Linked DNA regions of Sus scrofa: region 1 is linked to region 2. Evidence: chromatin contacts called from public HiChIP or PLAC-seq data. All regions are on one chromosome and are shown on one strand. The core of a region is the stretch at or near the end of the contact, and the rest is flanking DNA. Distances in the headings are between cores, read along the strand shown.

Region 1 (4,590 bases), core at 913-3,412, 73 kb after region 2:
TCCAAAGTTTGCCATTTTAATATATTTTCTTATGGTTTTTTTTCTAGGCAGATTTATATTTTGTTTTGTTATAGATTTTAAATTACATTGTATATAGTTTTATGTCCATCTTTTCTGCTTACTATCATAAGCACTTTTTCCTGTCATATTTCTGAAAAACATTATTTCTAATAGCTACATTGATTATATTTATGAAATGCATTTAAGCTTTCCCTGACTGTTGGATATTTACATCATTTCCAGATTTTCTGTGCTATAAATAATGCCACAATGAATATTCAGTGAATGTCTTGTGTTAAGAATCTTGTGGAGTTCCCTAATAGCACAGTGGGTTAAGGATCTGGCCTTGTCACTGCTGTGGCCTGGGTTCCTGACTGTAGGCTTGGCTGAAAAACAATAACAAGAGAATGTTTTGGAGTTCCTGTTGTGGCGCAGTGGTTAATGAATCCGACTAGGAACCATGAGGTTGCAGGGTTCGGTCCCTGCCCTTGCTCAGTGGGTTAACGATCTGGCGTTGCCGTGAGCTGTGGTGTAGGTCGCAGACGCGGATGGGATCCCGAGTTGCTGTTGCTCTGGCATAGGCCGGTGGCTACAGCTCCGATTTGACCCTAGCCTGGGAACCTCTATCTGCCACAGGAGCAGCCCTAGAAAAGGCAAAAAAAGACAAAAAAAAAAAAAAAAAAAGTTTTGACACAGCTTTCATCTCCACCTTCCACTCCCTTTGGAAAAATGATTTCATTTAATCTCATTTCTGTTGGTTTTTACTAGTTACATACTAGTTATTAAACATTATTATTATTATTATTATTTTTTGTCTTTTTAGGGCTGCACCTGCGGCACATGGAGCTTCCCAGGCTAGGGGTCAAATCAGAGTCGTAGCCGCCAGCCCACACCAGAGCCAGAGCAATGCAGGATCTGAGCCACATCTGCAACCCACACCACAGCTCATGGCAATGCCGAGCCCCAACCCACTGAGCGAGGCCAGGGATCAAACCCTTGTCCTCATGGATACTAGTCAGGTTTGTTAACTGCTGAGCCACAACGGGAACTCCTAAAACATCATTTAATTTCTAAATTCTATGAGTATCTTGTTGTGATCCTTTTGTACTAATTGCATTCATTTCTTTTAAAAAGTGTAATTAATGAAAGATACGTAGATACCCATCTGAGCTTCTGATCAGAGTAAGACACACATTTGCTTATGTTTATCTCTACTGTTATAGTAGAAACTCCGTGAGGTCAGAGACTATTTCACTTACTGCTAAATCCGTGGGATTTAGAACAATCGTAGAATGTAGTAGTCACACTGCAAATATTTATTGAAGGAATCAATGAACCAGGAATAACACATTGAGTAAAGAAGTTTAATGCCACCCTGTATGGTCTTATTTTGAGTAAATGTATTTTTCTGTTAACCTTCTAAAAATTTTGAAAATAGGAGTTCCTGTCGTGGCTCAACGGAAACGAATCCCATCATGAGCCATGAGGTGTGGGTTCAATCCCTGGCATCACTCAGTGGGTTAAGGATCTGTCATTGCCATGAGCTATGGTGTAGGTCGCAGACACAGTTCAGATCCTGTGTTGCTGTGGCTCTGGTGTAGGCCGGCAGCTATAGCTCCGATTAGACCCCTAGCCTGGGGACTTCCATATGCTGCAGGTGCAACCTCAAAAAGCAAAAAAAGAGAATTAAAAATATTGAAAATATCTTAGAGTATCTTCATTGCATTTGCGTAGGCGCTTAGATTGGAAATTACATATTTAATCCTACCTCATCATTTAAAAAGCTGGAATGGCACTTCCACTTCAACATGATGATTGAGCGCAAATAATTATTTTTACCCTTCCTGAAACCCCACTAGAATGACAGTAAGGGAATTTTTAGAAAGGCGTAGACTGACAAAGAGAATAGGAGAGGACTTATTAGTGGTTTGTTAAAACAACATTAGGAGAGGAGATAATAAATTATTAAATGGATGGATGAATGGCAACTAACTTCGCAAAACCAAAGAAAATAAGAGTAAGCCTATAGAGGAGGGAGCCAAAAGGAAACAAACCACGCAGAGCTGTAAAATCTTGGAAAGGCTTGAGAGTGGAGGCAGGAGCCATCTCTGAAGGCCTGTGTGTGGAGTGAGGCTAAATATAGGAGGTTTGGATGAAAGTCATAAGGCACACAGTTGGCTCTCTCATCCCCTGGAGTAACAGGTGCTAACTTCCCTTCCACCCATGCAGAAGACTGCAGGATCACTTTATTTTTATTATTTATTTTTTGTCTTTTCTAGGGCCGCACTTGAGACATATGGAGGTTTCCAGGCTAGGGGTCCAATTGGAGCTACAGCTGCCGGCCTACACCACAGCCACAGCAACACCAGATCTGAGCCACATCTTCGACCTAACGCCGGATCCTTAACCCACTGAGCGAGGCCAGGGGTTGAACCCTCAACCTCATGGTTCCTAGTTGGATTCATTAACCACTGTGCCACGATGGGAATTCCCATTATGATTATTATTATTACTAACTTTGATACAATAGCTGAAATATTAACATTTGTACTCAATGTAATATTATCACATACATTAAATACTTCTGTGTAGGACCCAAGATAATAAACCGGGAAAGTGGTAGTATGTCTAATAGGATGTCAAAGAGATGGGGATTTGAAATTCTCTTAATTAAGGTCTTCGTGGAGTTCCCTTCGTGGCTCAGCAGTTAATAAACCCAGCTAGGATCCATGAGGATGCAGGTTTGATCCCTGGCCTTGCTCATTGGGTTAAGGATCCGGCCTTGCTGTGAGCTGTGGTGTAGGTTGCAGACACGGCTCGGATCTGTGTTGCTGTGGCTGTGGCGTAGGCTGGCAGCTACAGCTCCGATCTGACCCCTAGCCTGAGAACTTCCATATGCCTCGGGTGCGGCTCTAAAAAAGCTAAATAAATAAATAAAAATAAAAATTAAGGTCTTCATTAGTAACGAGGACGAGAAGATATGTACCTCTTTGATTGGTTAGTAGATGTGCATTGGTAACTACATTATAGTATAAGCACTAAAATCTTCAAAAGAAGAGTGAAAGGAATTTAGAGATTAAAAAACTTCAGGTGAAATCAGTAAATGAAATTTCATAGAAACTGTGCAATATAATGAAATGAGAGGGAAACTTTCAAATGTGACCTCAGTTTCAGTGATTTTCTCTCCATTACACTTCAGCTGCCCACTTCCAGGGCCAAAGCGTATACTGCATCATCTAGAATTGTTCCAGTTCTGAGATCTTAAATTCAGATATTTTATTCTTCGACTACCTTATCATACTGGATGTGTATTTTTTTTTTTTTTTTTTTGTCTTTTTGCCATTTCTTTGGGCCGCTCCCGCGGCATATGGAGGTTCCTAGGCTAGGGGTTGAATCGGAGCCGTAGCCACTGGCCTACGCCAGAGCCACAGCAACGCGGGATCCGAGCCGCGTCTGCAACCTACACCACAGCTCACGGCAACGCCGGATTGTTAACCCACTGAGCAAGGGCAGGGACCGAACCCGCAACCTCATGGTTCCTAGTCAGATTCGTTAACCACTGCGCCACAACAGGAACTCCTGGATATGTATATTTTTTGATCATGCCTGCAGCATGCAGGAATTCCCAGGCCAGGTATTGAACCCATGCCACCACAGTAACCTAAACCACAGCAGTGACAATGCTGGATCCTTAACCACTAGGCCACCACGGAATTCCCAGCACTAACTATTTTATTTTATTTTATTTTATTTTGTCTATTTTAAAAAATAATTTTGTAAAATGATTTTTTGAAATAATTTCAAGTTTACAGGAAAATTAGAATAGTATAGAGAATTCCTACACTCCCTTTACCCAAATTCACTAATTTCAACATTTTGCCACATTTTTATCACTCTCTCATATATAGTACACATATATAACGTTTCTATTATGTATGATTTTTTCCTTTTTTAAAGTTTGTTGAAGTATAGTTGACTTACAATGTTGTGATCATTTCTGCTTTACATTTTGTTTATGGTTTCTGTTGTGGTACCCAAGCTTGTGAGTTTGACTAGGTCCCATTTATTTATTTTTAATTCTGTTGCCTTGGGAGACTGACCTAAGAAAACATTGGTATGATTTGTGTCAGAGAATGTTTTGTCTGTGATCTCTTCTAGGAGTTTTATGGTGTCATGTCTTATATTTTAGGTCTTTAAGCCATTTCGAGTTTATTTTTGTGTATGGCTAAAGGATGTGTTCTAGCTTCACCAATTTACATGCAGCTGTCCAACTAACACCATTTGCTGAAGAGACTGTCTTTACCCCATTGTATATTCTTGCCTCCCTTCTGGAAGATTAATTGACCGTAGGTGTGTGTGTTTATTTCTGGGCTCTCTGTTCGACTCCAGTGGTCCATATGTCTGGTTTTGTGCCAACACCATGCTATTGTTTGCTTGGTTCTTTCTTTTTTGGCTGCCCCACAGGACAGGTAGTTCCTGAGCCAAGGATCAGATCCCAGCTGTAGTTGTAACCTATGCTGCAGCTGTGGCCACACTGGATCCTTTAACCCACTGTGCCAGGCTGGGAATTGAGCTTGTCCTAGTGCTGCA
Region 2 (4,214 bases), core at 170-2,669:
GCCCGCACTCCCCTCCCCCACCCGGGCCCGCGCTCCCCGCGGCCGCATTGTACTGCTCGCCGCCAGCCCCGCCCGGCCCCGCCCGCCGGAAGTGACGTCACGCCGAGCCCGGCGCGCCTTGCACAATACCGCGGCCCGGAGCCGCCACGGCGCGCCGCCGGGGCCCCGGGCCTCCCCTCCCCCCGGAGACATGTGCCCGCACCGCGCGCACGCAGCGCAGCGGCGCCGCCGCGGCTCCTCCCCCAACAGCGGCAGCTGCAGCCCCCCCCCCGGGCTCCCCCCTCCCGCTCTAGCCACATAATGGAGGCGCTGCCGCCGCCGTCACACTGCGAGCCGAGGCCTCACGCCTAATCCGGGATTCCCCGCGGCCTCCCCGCCCGCCCGCTCGCCGCGGCCCCCGCCCCCCCGGGGGCGCCCTCCCGCGGCGGGGCATCCCTCCCCTCCCCCAGCGGGGCTCCGGCAGGCCTGGGCACGGTCCCCACCCCGCGCGGGCCTCCCGCCGCGCGCAACCAACCACGCAGCACTCACCCGCCGCCGGAGCCCCGGGGCGACCGCCGCCTCCGCCGCCTTCCGCCTTCTTCTTACCTCCCGCCTGCTGCTGGCCCTGCCTCGCCCCGGGCGGCGCCACCGTCACCGCGAACAGCGACGTGGGGCCGCTGCTCTTCCCTGCGGCCTCCTTGGCGGCCCCGCGCTGCTGCTGGGGCTGTTGCTGCGGCGCCGCCGGCGGTTGAGGCTGCTGCTCCCCGTGCCCGTTCTCGTCGCCCGCGCCTTCCTCCTCCTCGCCGAGCTCATCCTCCCCTTCCTGGAAGCCCTGGTCGTCGCCGTTCTCGTCCTCCGAGGCGGCCTCCTCCTCTTCCATCGGGCCCGAGTCGGCCGCCCCCGCGGCGCCGTTCTCCTCCCCGAGCTCCATCTGGTCGCCATCCAGGGCGGCGATCCCTTCCTCCTCCTCCTCTTCTTCCTCCTCCTCCTCGTCGCCACCGGCCGCGGCCTCCTGCTCGAGGCCTGCTCCCGAGCGCTCGGCGGAATCCCCGCCCAGGTCTAGGCTGCCGTTCCCAGGCTCCATGGCGGGGCGGCCCCCGGCCTCCTCGTCGTCCAGCGCGGCCTGGAGACGCTCCATGAGCTCGGCCTTGAGGCCCTTGTCGGACAGGCGCCGCTTCTTGAGCTCCTCCTTCAGCTCCGACACCTTCAGCTTTTTCACATTAACAGGCGAGGAACTCATGGTGAGGCCCCGATTCACCGCTAGGCGCTGGCTCAAACTGGACTCCGCTCACTCGGCCACTGGCGGCGGCTGCGGCTGCTGCTCGGCCCGGGCGGCGGCTGCGGCTGCGGCTGGAGGTGGGTTTGTGCTGCAGAGCGGACCCGCCTGGTGTCGAACGGCGCCAATTCCTTTCACCGAGTTCGCGAGGGAGACGCGGAGACTCGCCTAGCGCGAGCGAGCACGCAACGTCCTCTCGCAGGAGCGGTGCCGCGCACGTAATATAGCCGCCCCGCCCCTGCGCCGGCGGAGCGCCCGCGCTCGCCCCGCCCCGCCCACACCAGTTCCTCCCGCCCCCACCCGAATCGCGGGCCCGGAGCGCGGCGCCGCGCCGCGCACTGCGCTTCCAATTGGGGCCGAGCAAATGGAGGAGGAGGAAACCGCCTTCAGTTAAACCGACCCACTGCAACATCTATTGGTCTTTCCAGCTCTTTGGTGTCGAGGCTTGTTTTGCTCTTTGCCTTCCAGCCCTTCTGTCCAAATGCTTTTAGTCCTCAGACTGGCCTTTTCCACTTGACTCCGCCACCTATTCTTCCATTTTAGATTTGTCTTATCTATTTCTCCAGCTATTTGTTTAAAACGCCTTAAAATTGTATTTCAGCTTTGATTTGTGCAACACAAATTGGCAATTACAATACGCAGGGGATTTTCTTCCGCTTAATATTTGGTTTAATTTTTCTAAGTCCTGCCTTGCGGATTGAATTTTAAACTCAAGCAGGGCCTTTCTTTTGTCTCTCCCACGACCCCTACTGCAAGCCTTCAAAGATGAGATGCTTGCTTTCCGGAGCGTGTCCTCCACTCCATACTGCAAAGCGTACTCTGCCGGCCTTGTCATGGCACTGTCAGCCAAAGAAGTTAAATAAACCTCAGAATTGCATTTCTGTGTTTTCTTTACCTACCAACCGAAAAGACGGACCTTCTGTAAGATTTATTCCAATTTAGGATCTGGTCGTCCAGTTATGAAAAGTCCTTGTAGCTGACAATGAGGATGAGACCCAGCTAAGATCACACACTTTGATTCTATTCCCGTGTCTCCAGAAATACTTTGGACCAAATTATGCTGAAACCCTAATAAAAGCTTATGCAAAACAAAGGGTTGTGATTTTGTAAATAGAAAATAATCACTCCCGAAAAGAAATGTTATTTCAGTGTGCCTTCGACGTTTAATTTTTCTCTTTACTAAATAAAACGTGTGTTACATTCCTCAAGTTTTAGGTAGCAGTGCCAGAATTTAGATTTGTGATAGAGACAAGTATTAAACCCGGTAGAATCTGCACAGGGGCTAGCCAATGTTCTAGTCTAGTTTATCTCTGACTAAGGAGGTCAGCTTTACACACTGCTTGGTGCTTTAGCTGGCAGAATAATGCTGCCCCAATTTTAATTTGAAATTTGGAAAAATACACATGTGAACTCTCTTCCCTGGGTCGTATGATTTGACTGATCGATAAATTTTATTTTTATTTTTTTGTCTTTTTAGGGCCGCACCCGCAGCATATGGAGGTTCCCAGGTTAGGGGTCAAATCAGAGCTGTAGCCGCTGGCCTACACCACAGCTCAGGGCAACGCCAGATCCTTAACCCACTGAGTGAGGCCAGGGATTGAACCAGCATCCTCATGGATACTAGTCAGGTTCATTACCACTGAGCCACCGGGAACTCCGATAAATTTTAAAGTTCTTTTCAATAGCTTTTAAGAATCATGTATTTTACTGTGACGTCATATAGAAAGATGAAATGTTAACATTTGTGGAATGACTTTATTTGAAATTAATGAACTATGTATAATACTAGAAATTCTTAGTTCAAATCAGCAGAAGTAGAAGGAATGGCACCCAAGTTAGGAACTTCCACATGGTGCCTTTGCTTAGAATGTCCTTGGAGCTTATAAACAAGGGATGAACTGGAATTTGAACTTTTCAAATTCTTTGCCCTTGTTCCAAATGAGAAGAGAGCTATAGGAGTTCCCATCGTGGCTCAGTGGTTAAGGAATCTGACTAAGAACCATGAGGTTTCGGGTTCGATCCCTGGGCCTTGCTCAGTGGGTTAAGGATCCGGCGTTGCTGTGACATGTGGTGTAGGTTGCAGATGCGGCTGGGATCCCGTGTTGCTGTGGCTCTGGCGTAGGCCGGTGGCTACAACTCCGATTTGACCTCCAGCCTGGGAACCTCCATATGCCATGAGAGCGGCCCTAAAAAAGGCAAAAAAAGAAAAAAAAAAGAAAAAAGAAAAGAAGAGAGCTACAGGAGGGGGCTCACCTATCCACAAACTGGGTGATAAGTCCCCTTTGAATCAGAATTAAACATAGTTATCATGATATTCATTTAAGTTTATATGTCCTTGGATATTACATGTTTAAACATTAGTGATATGAAAATTTCTATTCAACTGGGAAAAAACTAAACTATGAAAATAAAGTTTCTTTTTTTTGTTGTTGTTTTTTTAGGGCCAACCTGCGGCATATGGAGGTTTCCAGGCTAGGGGTCCGATGGGAGCAGCAGCTGCTGGCCTGCGCCACACCCATAGCAACGCAGGATCTGAAACACGTCTTTGGCCCACACCACAGCTCATGGCAACGCTAGATCCTTAACCCACTGAGCAAGGCCAGGAATCGAACCCGCATCCTTGTGGATATTAGCTGGGTTCGTTAACCACTGAGCCACGATGGGAACTCCAAAAATAAAGTTTCTAAATAGCAATTTACAACAATTGCTCTTGGTATGTTAAATCAGTTGTAATAATAAACATGAAGCGTAAATTTAGGTGGGCATCAGAAAGTTCTATGGCTTTGTCTCCAAGAGCTCTGTAGACTTAGGGCTCAGGGGGGCCTGGAGGTTATCTTAGGTCTGTTCATTTTATGGCCCAGGAAGCTGAGGATCTCCCTTCCCACCCTAGCGTTCTTTTGTGACGCTGGTTCTTCTTAGACATTTAAAAAGAAAAACTTTTGTAAGTTGGAAAGAAAAA

The links. HiChIP or PLAC-seq counts read pairs in DNA pulled down with a chosen protein or histone mark.
Region 1: an H3K27ac HiChIP or PLAC-seq map of skeletal muscle shows a contact between it and region 2. The contact joins the enhancer-like site here to the promoter of HNRNPU in region 2. A contact is called at or near these places in 1 of 5 promoter capture datasets (fetal skeletal muscle), 7 of 47 Hi-C or Micro-C datasets (blood, embryonic fibroblasts, fetal skeletal muscle and 3 more) and 1 of 2 datasets of contacts at active chromatin or transcription factors (skeletal muscle).

Annotation. Positions count from the first base shown.
Region 1 is chr10:17,568,084-17,572,673 of Sscrofa11.1, forward strand. All of the region lies in intron 1 of EFCAB2 (EF-hand calcium-binding domain-containing protein 2), which reads left to right. Among named protein-coding and RNA genes, the nearest start is that of EFCAB2, 12 kb to the left of the region's middle. Within about 2 kb of position 2,163, at least 2 of the 83 cell types and tissues checked have an H3K27ac peak or open chromatin away from gene starts, as enhancers often do. A contact at or near this core is called in fetal skeletal muscle and skeletal muscle, where this site is marked.
Region 2 is chr10:17,495,581-17,499,794 of Sscrofa11.1, forward strand. HNRNPU (a long non-coding RNA gene) reads right to left here and starts at 1,420. Exons shown (of 16, transcript XR_002336237.1): 1 at 529-1,420.